Regions from separate parts of the Drosophila melanogaster genome. Here region 2 is linked to region 1. The links are chromatin contacts, called in public Hi-C maps. All regions are on one chromosome and are shown on one strand. Each heading gives the region's core, a stretch centred on a gene start, on an enhancer-like site or on the middle of the called end of the contact. The rest is flanking DNA. Distances are from core to core; before and after follow the strand shown.

Region 1 (5,799 bases), core at 2,445-4,944:
AGGATTGACGGAAACATTGAGTAATTTCTCGATTCACTACAAGGACAACAGTTACAAGCTTGAGTCCGAAACCTTTCAAAAGTTTTGCATACCGGTTTTGCAGAGATACATTGATTCTAATGAAGACCACCAACTTGAATGTTTATATACTTTGCAGCTTTTAGTTCATGGATTGGAGCATCCAAGAGGTAAGGACTTTAAACTCTAAAATGTGTATTATCGTTTCGTATTACTGTCTAATATCACGCAATGTTTTCTTTAACTGAAAGGCCATAATTCTCAATAAATTCTAATGATACATTTTAGGGTTGCTGAGTGAACTAATTGGCGAGCTATATGATGCCTTTGTAATACAGAAGGAATCGCTTTGTAAGTGGCGAGATTCAAAGGATCAGTCTGCTGGCAAGGGTAAATTTCTTAAACCACTTTTTAGGTGGCCTAAATATAATGACTTTTTTCCTATATTTTTAGGCGTTGCTGTAAAAAGTCTTAATCCTTTTTTTAACTCGTTGTTAAACGATGATGCCAACTAAAAGTGACCTAAACAGCATAACTTTTAAAATTTGTAAAAAAAAAATTAAATACAGAGTTGGAGGGTGAAGAAAGTTCATTAAAAGTATATACGATTTCGATATGGACTTATTTAATAACGCTATGCTTCTGGTTCATGCATTAAAAGTATATGCAACAATATAAAAGTGTATAACATATGTAAAATAAAGCGAACCTAAAAAAATATAGTTATAACTCGTTACTTCTCATATTATTGAGAGCTTTCTTAAGAAGGTTAAAAAAATAATCTAATTTTTCAATTTCTTTCAGACTTGTTAAATAATTTAATCTTGAATGTTTCGAATATTTTAGAATTTCCGTTCAAAGGCCGTACAAATGAAACTATAAAGAATTTTTACATAAACATTATATTTTTTAATACCATCACAAAATTAAAATACTTTGATTTAGAAATTTTTAATTTTATATGGCCATATATGGCACGAAAATAAGCGTTTCGGCAGAAACGCATACACGATAGTTTATCCGAATCGCTTTCGAGAACAGTTTAATATATAGAATTATTCTAATTAAAGTTCGGACTTATGACGCCCAGTGAACGCTCTTACTTTGGCGATCAGGTCTGAGGCCTTGTTGTTCTTTATTTAGCATGCATTTGTATACCCGTTACTCGTAGAGTAAAAGGGTATACTAGATTCGTTGAAAAGTGTATAACAGGCAGAAGGAAGCATGTCCGACTATATAAAATATATATATTCTTGATCAGGATCAATAGCCGAGTGGATCTGGCCATGTCAGTCTGTCCGAATGAGCGTCGAGATCCCAGGAACTATAAAAGCTAGAAGGTTAAGATTCAGTATACAGGTTCTAGAGACAGCGCAGGTTTGTTGCCACATGTTACCACGCCCACTCTAACGCCTACAAGCCGCCAAACCGGTCACGCCCACACCTTTGAAAATGTTTTCTCATTTCATTCCCCAATATCTATCGATATCTCTTGTTTGTTGTGTAGTGTAGCTATATTTTAGACAAAACATACTGCAATGATCAATTTAAATTGAAATTTAAGAGATAACATTAAGTTGAATATTTCAGCGACCACTGACTGATGCATGCATATGTGCAACCTAAAACCATTTAAACTACAGCTCTCTAGGTGTTGAGTATTCAGAGTATCATGACCACGGTGCCTATTCATGGTCATTTAATGGTAAGAACAGATCTTGCACTGAAGAACACCACCAGTTTTCGAAGGCTTACTTACGAATTGTGGTGCGAAAATTTTGGAGACGACGAAGGTAGCTCAATGAAAATGGATGGGAATTGCCGACACTGTGTGGCACATTTTTAAATTCTCCTCCTCTGCCCCCTATTATACAAATAAATTTCTATTTAATATATTTCTCGAACGCGTTCTCGCAAAAAATTTATTTATTCAAAAATCTCATTTTAGATAAGGCAAGCTATACTGTAAAATTTTGATTCTTTAATTAAACGCGATAATTGTATCCAGTTTGTATGCAGTTTTGCATAATATTATATATATATATACATATATGGCTTCGTTTTGAATAGACTGAAATTTATAAATAATTTAGTGTTATTTTGCGTTGCTGAAACACAAAATGTATGTATGTATTATTAAATACATGTTTTAAATCGTTCGCTTGAATATTGTAAGTTGATCCGGGAGTCAGAACCGCGAGTCGGAAATGTCATCTTCGTCCTGCCGTACCTATATTGTGTCGCGAATTTAAGCTAATTTGGGGAGAAAATACAACACATACTCAAGATTTGGATTGGCCATTCGGTGGTATCCATTTTTATGTTACGAGCTTTGCCTTTTGGGTTAATTCACCCTGGGGAAGAGACATCCGAAGAACAGTGTAAGTTTTTTTGCGAATTGTTATTAAAAACAATCAAATTTCACATGTGGAAAACGAATCTAGTAATTTTTTAAAAAGCATGTAACAGGTAGAAGAAAGCCCTTAAAGGTATGTGTATTCTTCATCTGGGCATACAATAAATATATGTCGGAGCGCGACTCTTCGCATTCCAGAAATTCCTTCTGTGATTTCATATTCTGATGAAATTGTAATATTGCGGTAAAATTCTGTCGAGCGCTGCGGCAGAGGCACGAACAGCCTCTGCAGCTGACTGAGGTCCGATCGAGTGGTCATAAATAGTGTGTTAGAGAGAGATGACAATGTGGCACACGCCAGTGTGTATAGCCATTAGAGAATATGATGAAGAAGGGACATGTAAGAAGATCCCTTCAGTGAAGTTTGACTGCTGACGTCGATCGGAACTTGCTGCGCTGACGCACAAAATCGCGAAGTGAATAAATAATATGGATGAGACTCCTGTTTCGCCGACATCAGAAGTGGGATCGCCTTCGCCACGAGAGACCAGATCTGATCAGTATATGGCTGCGTTGGAGGCACAAAACCGTAACCTCATGGAAATAATAAGAACCATGCACGCACCGAGAGCATCGGCGTCAAATGAAAAGTCCTTGCACGTCACACTGCCAAAATTCTGCGCTGACAGCGCTGGAGCAGATCCATCTGCATGGTGCACCACCGTGGATTTAATCTTTGCAGATAATGCGCTTGTAGGCAGTGCACTCGTAATAGCGTTAAGCAAAGCATTAGAAGGCAGTGCATCGCAATGGCTGTCGCAGATATGCTTCGCTGGCATCACGTGGCCGCAATTTAAATAACTGTTCATACAGCGATTCGTAGGAATGGAGACGTCGGCTGCTATTTTGATGAACGTTTTGAACGGACGTCCAACACATGGAGAGAGCTTTGCCCAGTATGGAAGTCGCATTGTCACCTTGTTGCTGTCTAAGTGGAAGGCCAAGGATTTGGAGGAGATTGCGGTTTCGGTAGCGTTGGCTCACATGGCACAAATCGATAATAATTTGTTACGTTGGGTGTTTACGACTAATGTGGCTACGCGCAATGAGCTTCAGCAACAACTGCAAGCTTACGCCTTCAAGAAACGTAACAACGAAGATGATTCTGGCCCAGAAAAAAAGTTAAGAATGCAGTTGCAGACCATGTGCCATTTTTGTGGGAAAGCCGGCCACAAATTCGCCGAATGCCGTGCTCGAAAGGAAGGTACATCAAACACAAAAGGAAGAAACTACAGCGAAAGCAACACGCCTGGGTTAAAAGATCGTTCGAACATAAAATGTTTTAAATGCGACGAAATGGGACATGTGGCGTCTGTATGTCCCAAAGGCCACAACAAATACATCGAAAAGCGAGTTGACGTGTGCGAAACTAAGTGAGCCAAGTGGACTGTGTTTTTCAATTGGGTGAGCCCTTTCCATTTTTTTTTGATTCGGACGCCGAATGTTCTTTAATAAAATTAAAATAAATTAAGTAACAAATTAACATATTGGTTTCGTTTTATTGATTAAATCTAATAAATTTAGTATGTACAAATCCAAAGTTATCAAAGCCGTTCAAAATAATGCACATGAGAATAGTTTGGAAATACTCTTTGACATCAATATAGAAGTAAGCGATAATGATAAATGTAAATTAAGAAATATATTGGAAAAGTATGCCGATAGTTTCGTAACTGGAATACCAAATAAGGCGCATTGAAAATTCGTTTAAGTAATAAAAATAAAAGTGTTCAAGGGCGCCCATAGCGACTCAGTTTCCATTGCTACAGATTTTGGATCAAATAGATCGTTTGCGGTGTGGTAAATATTTTTTTCATTTGTTTTAGACATGGCCAGCGGATTCTATAGAAGAGTCAAGTATGTCTTTCCTTAGAGCTCCCAGTCGCATCATAGTGGATCAAGGCAGAAGCTTTGTCAGCAAACAAGTTCCGTGAGCTTTGTTCAACAAACAGGATTGAGTTGTTTTCAATAGCTACAGATGCCAGCAGAGAAAATGGGCAGGTTGAAAACAAATAAGCGTACAAGCAAGGAAAACATGCGAAAGGATGTAGAGTAGTTCGGTATGAGGTCATGTGTTAAGTGAGAAGTATCATCGAGTGATTAATGTACTAGATGGTCATCGACACAATTTGAAGTCGTTAGTTATCAAGCGAACATATAAATATTCGCATGAATGTAATGGTGACTCCCAACAGAGAAAAGAGTTGAAGGATGGCACTAGTGATCGTGCATCTGTGTCCCAAGAGAGAAAAGAGTTTAAAGATGGCACTAGTGATCGTGCATCTGTGTCCCAAGAAGGGAAACATTTGGCGAACGTTATGAATAGAATGGCGTGTGACCGCACTATAACAGCTAACTCGCAGGGACGAGAAGTGTTATGGCCGGGGTCAAGTGATGATGACTGCACTATAACAGCTAACTCGCAGGGACGAGAAGTGTTATGGCGGGGGTCAAGTGATGATGACTGCACTATAACAGCTAACTCGCAGGGACGAGAAGTGTTATGGGGGGGGGGGGGGGTCAAGTGATGATGACTGCACTATAACAGCTAACTCGCAGGGACGAGAAGTGTTATGGCGGGGGTCAAGAGATTGGGTGTGAGAGAAGACACGCCAATGTTATTATGAGAAATTAAAGTCATGGAAAATGTAAATAGTTTGAAGTTTTGATATGTAAATTGGAGATGTCTTTGTAAAAGAAAAATCAGTCATGAGATGAATTGTCAATTAAATATTTACTGATTATTACTTGTTGTCATTAATTGTTCTTAAGTTGACGAAGTTGTGTGACTTGGACTTGATTGGTGGATTAGGCACACGAGGACGTGTGAAAGGTTAGGAAGGCCGTGTCGGAGCGCGACTCTTCGCATTCCAGAAATTCCTTCTGTGATTTCATATTCTGATGAAATTGTAATATTGCGGTAAAATTCTGTCGAGCGCTGCGGCAGAGGCACGAACAGCCTCTGCAGCTGACTGAGGTCCGATCGAGTGGTCATAAATAGTGTGTTAGAGAGAGATGACAATGTGGCACACGCCAGTGTGTATAGCCATTAGAGAATATGATGAAGAAGGGACATGTAAGAAGATCCCTTCAGTGAAGTTTGACTGCTGACGTCGATCGGAACTTGCTGCGCTGACGCACAAAATCGCGAAGTGAATAAATAATATGGATGAGACTCCTGTTTCGCCGACATATACATATGTCGCAGATCATTTAAATGAAACGAAATTTCGTGTTTCTGCTTGGCACGCGCCATGCAGACGCCTCTTTTTATTTTTCTGATGCGCGGCAGACAACCGTTAGAGTTTCTGCCGAACGTAGTCTGGTCGCGGGTAGGAGCGGGAGGGAAGTAGATGTCTGTACGA
Region 2 (5,305 bases), core at 2,776-5,275, 270 kb before region 1:
TTGAGACCCGTATAAAAAGAAATATACCTGCAAGACATTCTATTTCTAATACAGATCTGCATAAACAGACCCAAAGCAAGAAAGAATGACTATCAGATTCAGCTAGCAGGAGTGCGAGGAGGATGCGATATATAAAAATAAAGACGAATAGGCTCTTTCTGAGAGTGCTCGCTAAACGATCTCACTTGTTTTAATTTGTAGGCGTTTAAGTTAAAAAATTAAAGGTAGCTGGCTTCTACGACCATGTTTGTGTACTCTTAAATTATTTATAGGGACAAACATAGGATGAATTAAACAACGTAACTATGGCTCATTATACTCCTTACTCGTTACGTAGAGTAAAAGGGTATTCTAGATTTGTTGTAACAGGTAGAAGAAACCGTTTTCGCATAAAAGTATAAAGTATATATATTCTTGATCAGGATCAATAGCCGAGTCGAGGTGTCAGGAACAATAAAAGCTAGAAGGTTGAGATTAAGCATACAGATTCTAGAGACATTGACGGAAACAAAAATGTTTCGCATTTTTTCGTCTGGCCAATTTCCATCGGTATACAAAAAACAATTTGGCTACGCCCACTCTTACGTCCACAAACCTCCCACAACTGCCACGCCCACTTTTGAACACTTAAAATTTTTTCTCATTTTATTCACCAATATCTATCGATATCCTATAAAAATTATAAAACTTTGCGTTCACAGTTCCACCAGCTGAGTAACGGGTATCTGGTAGTAGGGTTTATGTAAAAATAAAGAAAATATTAAAATAAATAAAATAAAAATAAAAAAATAAATTTGAATTCGCCGTTTGGATAATATGCTCTAGGAATTTTTTCTTGTTATAGACCTAATCCAACGTTGAGCCCTCGTGATATTGATAAATGGGAACATCAAATATCTATAAGTTGTCAAAAGCACATTATATTTATAGAATGTCCTTAAAATTATTAATATTTAAACGTATGGTTCTATATTGCACCCGCAAATCTGACTTGTGTGCAAAACGTTAAGAAGTGAGTACGTAATACACACATATGTGTACAATCCCGAGAAAAAACGTTGTATTTTTTTATTTTTTAGCGTTTCTCTTTACATGAAAATTTTTTTTACGCTCTAGTTCCAACTCTACACCTCCCGCGCAACCAAACGAAGGGCGCTGCCGAATATCGTATGGCTCGATTTGCGAGAGGATAGATGACATATAAGAAACAATAAAATTCAAAGATCCATATAAATAATAGTAAGATATATTTAAAAAATCTGAATTGGTCGGCTTAATAGCTGCAGGACTAGAATAAAGTCTTTTATAGTCAGAACATTATGCTCTGTAGGGGTCTAGTAGGATCTACAATGATTTAAATTATATATAAATGCCTAATAAATCTGCTTGGAACAGAGAACTTTCCGACTAAAAACTGTTCCGAACATCGTTCTACGGTTAGCTAACCGTTGGGAAAGTAAATTAATTAACTATACTCGAATTAGGAGGTAATATAAGGTTTGAATAAATTAAGGCGTCGTAAGGCAAACAGTTTTATAAGCCGATCCATTGCGGTCCAAGTGAACTACATATTGTGGACTTCAAACAGACGATCCATACTAAGGATCGAACGGACTAGCGAAATTAATAAGGTTTCGGTTATATAAAGACCATCAAATTCCTTTGACCACCTTTTTATAAAACCAAGCATACCCCTATTGACAATAGATGAAATATGGTTTGAAAATTTAAGCTTAAGGTCCAGAACACCATGTGTTATTCTGTCCAAAAAGCACCCACCAATAGTATAAGTCACGTGTATTAGGTTGACTCGACAAAAGGTCATATATTTACACTTGGAGCCATTAATGTTTAGTTTATTTTCACGCCACTTTATTTGAAATCTATTTAGATCGGATTGTAGTACCAAATACCATGACTGGCGTTGTGGAAGCCATGGAGAAATAGTATGTTTTTAACTCCCGAATATATATATAGTATATAGTGACGTAATTAAATAATTAGAATTGTCCACAAAAAAAAAAGATCAATATCCCAAGCGGGCAATCTCGCACCGGAAATAATATAAACAAATGGGCAATATGTGACATATTCACATAATCAGCACTTTCAGAAGAAATACAGAGTGGCGATTCCACGCCATGTACGCTAGCTGTATACAATAAATATCTTAAGCGGGCGATCCCGCTCCAGAAATAATGTAAACATAGGCAGTATAAGAAAGATTTTTGTCACTAACATATAGTCTTAAGCTGAGATCAAAAGAATAAAGACGTGAAAACCATCTCTATGATAATTTTTTATTTCTTAGCGTTGACCTTAGTCAACTGAAATTAGTTAGACTCAAATATATAACAATTATTTTACTGTATGCATGTATGCATATAGTAATGCATATTAGTTTACTTTTCCATGAAAATGCATTAATTATATATGTAATTGTATTTGTTGTATAGAAGCAATTACTGGACCACCGGCGGATGAAAAGGTGGACGACAATACGCAGCCTCTTTATTGAAGCAATATTAAAAAAGAAAATAATAAATTTAATAGATGAATTCTTTTTTGTTTTTATTTAAAACGTCGATGTTTTTTCAACATATTTCGCCAAAAACATCGATGTCCGCCATCATCGATATTTCTCAATCTCTATTAACAGAGTCAAATCAAAGACATTAGAATAACATGATTGGTAACGACCATACGTTGGTTTAGCACAATGCAGTCACTTTTTTGGTGACGGTCAATATTGACATTCTCTGGTAATCGAATTCGTAAGAATTTTACTTTTGTCTGGGCGAAATTAAAAGTAAATGCCTGTTATACATACATATATCTATCAAATCAGATCTTATTAACTAAGGAAAAAATATTTTATTCAGTGGTCTATCGATGTTAATTCCAAATCACCACAAGATCATTCTGCCAATGCGTTATTATACAAAAAATGTATTTCCGACCCCACCTCAGATTTGACAAACAACATTTTGCCGTCAGCAACAAATATTTTCGATTTAGCAAGGGGATTAGCAAAGGAGAAGTACGTTCCCAATATTTATTGCGAAGGCTGCCATACTGTTGGTAAAACGAAACAGGCAGGTAAAAATACTTATAAAATATAAAAGAATTCATTAATGAATTTCAGGAATGGCCAAAAGAGTTGTATGTATTTAATTAAATGTATTTTTATTACTTAAATGTCAAAGTGCAATAACAAAGTAATTGCGAACGTCGGACTTAAAACTGTAAAAAAAGGTGTCCGCTCTATGGTCTGGAAAACAGCTTGAACAGCTGTTTAATGTTTACAAAACATTCCGATAGCAAAAATTTTGCGAAAACCAAAACAGCTAAAAACGAAATCAAAAGATTTTGCCCAAATCGAAATAAAAAATAAAAATTACAGGAGCATGATTGACTATAAATTATCGCTGTGCATGCTTGGCATCTCTTACATCAGCACAAAACACAAGGATTGGCAGAATTGGCGCTTTTTCAAATCTACAGCAGAACACAAGATCAGTAGAGATGTTGAACCATCGGTGCCTGATCCCACGCAGTAGAAACTTTCCCCTTTCGTTTAACAGTTGCCTCTTTTAAATCTGTTCCAGTCTCATGTTAAGCTTTGTTAACGATGGGAAATTGGTTATAGCATGATTGCACTCGTTTTCCGAAATGAGGATGATTCCATTTCCACATTTTCGAAATGTATTTGTGGACCGTATCATATGAACTTTATTTATCACTAAAACTAATAGAAAAATATACACATTCTTTGATAGGATTTTCTTTAAGCATATGAAAAATTTAATTCATATCGGTTTACAAATTTGTAGTATTATTTAATTTTATGTTTTGCATGTATATTTCAAGCTATACCGATATAATTACAGAGATTACAGCCAGCTTGTTCTATATTTAGAAGCTAGTCGACGTGGAATCAAGATATATTTTGCGTTGTAAAAAAATACTAAAGTTTAGTATGTTGCAAAAAACCCAAATATTTAGGCATCGAATACCCATGCCAAACAAGCAGAATAACCTTTTCAATATTTTGAGTCATTTGGTATCGCGTTTTATAAAAATTACTTGAATTCTTTTGTTTTCCTCGGCTTTTAGTGAAACAATTCGACTATCATTAAATTTATGTGGCGTTTAATTAATCTTTCGTATTATTTCAATCAGAATTTTTTTAACATATTCACTACATTTTCTTAGAGAACCGTTTGTCATATTTAATGTATATTATGTTCCCTACTTAAATATGACAATTATTAATTCTGTGTGTGTACGTATCAATCATCCGTGATATTATATTCATGTCTTATATTGCCTACATATGGAATAATGGCAGTAAAAATGCTGTTCTTTCAGATACATCAAATAGCCTCAGGGAATGCAACGCTCAGGAAACATACAAATCTTACCTAACACATGTGCCTACAATTATCCTGGCATTTGAAATGCTTTAATACTAACTTTAAACTCATGCGTATGTGGATTATAGTATTGTAAATATGGCATACGAACGTTTTGGAATTATTCTTCAAAGTGAACAGTACGATGAAGATATAGGCAACACAAAAGTCAATCAGAAAATGAATGAAGGTAAGTTCGGATTTTACAGGCATGTCTATGTTTTGAAAATCGAATTATAGCAACAAAGCACTTTTTTATAAAGCGTAACAACAAAATACTGTTTAATGAAGCATAAAATATAAACATATTTACTTGTTATACCCGTTAGTCCTAGAGTAAAAGGGTATACTAGATTCGTTGAAAAGTATGTAGAAGGAATCGACCACAGTATTCTTACTCATGATCACTAGCGCCAAGTCGATCTGCCCGTATAAACGTTGAGATCTCGGGAACTAAATAAAAGATGTGAAAGTTAAGATAAAGCATGCACATTCTAGAGAAAATTACCACTTCTACTCCAACGCCCACAAACCTTCAAAAACTGTCAAAACTAAAATTTTAATATTGTTTAAGCCGCCATACTAACATTTTTAAGCCAAGCCCAGATCGTTAATGTCAGCTTTTAAGCGCCTTGGCATCGAAGAAATGAAGTATCATCAGATTGTTCAGTAATATGTTAGGTTAAGGTTTTTCCAAAGGAGGCAAGACTCGGAAGACTATCACTCAAAACACAGTGTTGACGGGTGTGAGGCTAATCCTCATCTCTCGTGAGTTACCTGTAATGGCGGAGACGCCGGGTACCCATGTAAGCGTTAGTTTGGGTGTGCTGTAGACGTTCAAGTTCAATAATGGTGTTGCTCACAGGCACGCTCTTGCTAGTGTTCGCTTG

Evidence for each region. A called contact is a pair of places that touch in the nucleus more often than the background predicts.
Region 2: a contact with region 1 is called in a Hi-C map of the Kc167 cell line, with 4 times the contacts expected there. The contact joins the promoter of pho here to the promoter of unc-13 in region 1. A contact is called at or near these places in 7 of 107 Hi-C or Micro-C datasets (the Clone 8 cell line, the Kc167 cell line, the S2 cell line and 2 more).

Annotation. Positions count from the first base shown.
Region 1 is chr4:910,226-916,024 of dm6, reverse strand. It overlaps unc-13 (unc-13,), which reads left to right and starts at 3,694. Exons shown (of 28, transcript NM_001297788.1): 1 at 3,694-3,838. eIF4G1 (eukaryotic translation initiation factor 4G1) reads left to right here. Exons shown (of 16, transcript NM_079901.4): 14 at 1-188; 15 at 307-408; 16 at 472-728. The coding sequence ends at 533.
Region 2 is chr4:1,180,348-1,185,652 of dm6, reverse strand. It overlaps pho (pleiohomeotic), which reads left to right and starts at 4,025. Exons shown (of 7, transcript NM_166827.2): 1 at 4,025-4,063; 2 at 4,372-4,605. The coding sequence starts at 4,515.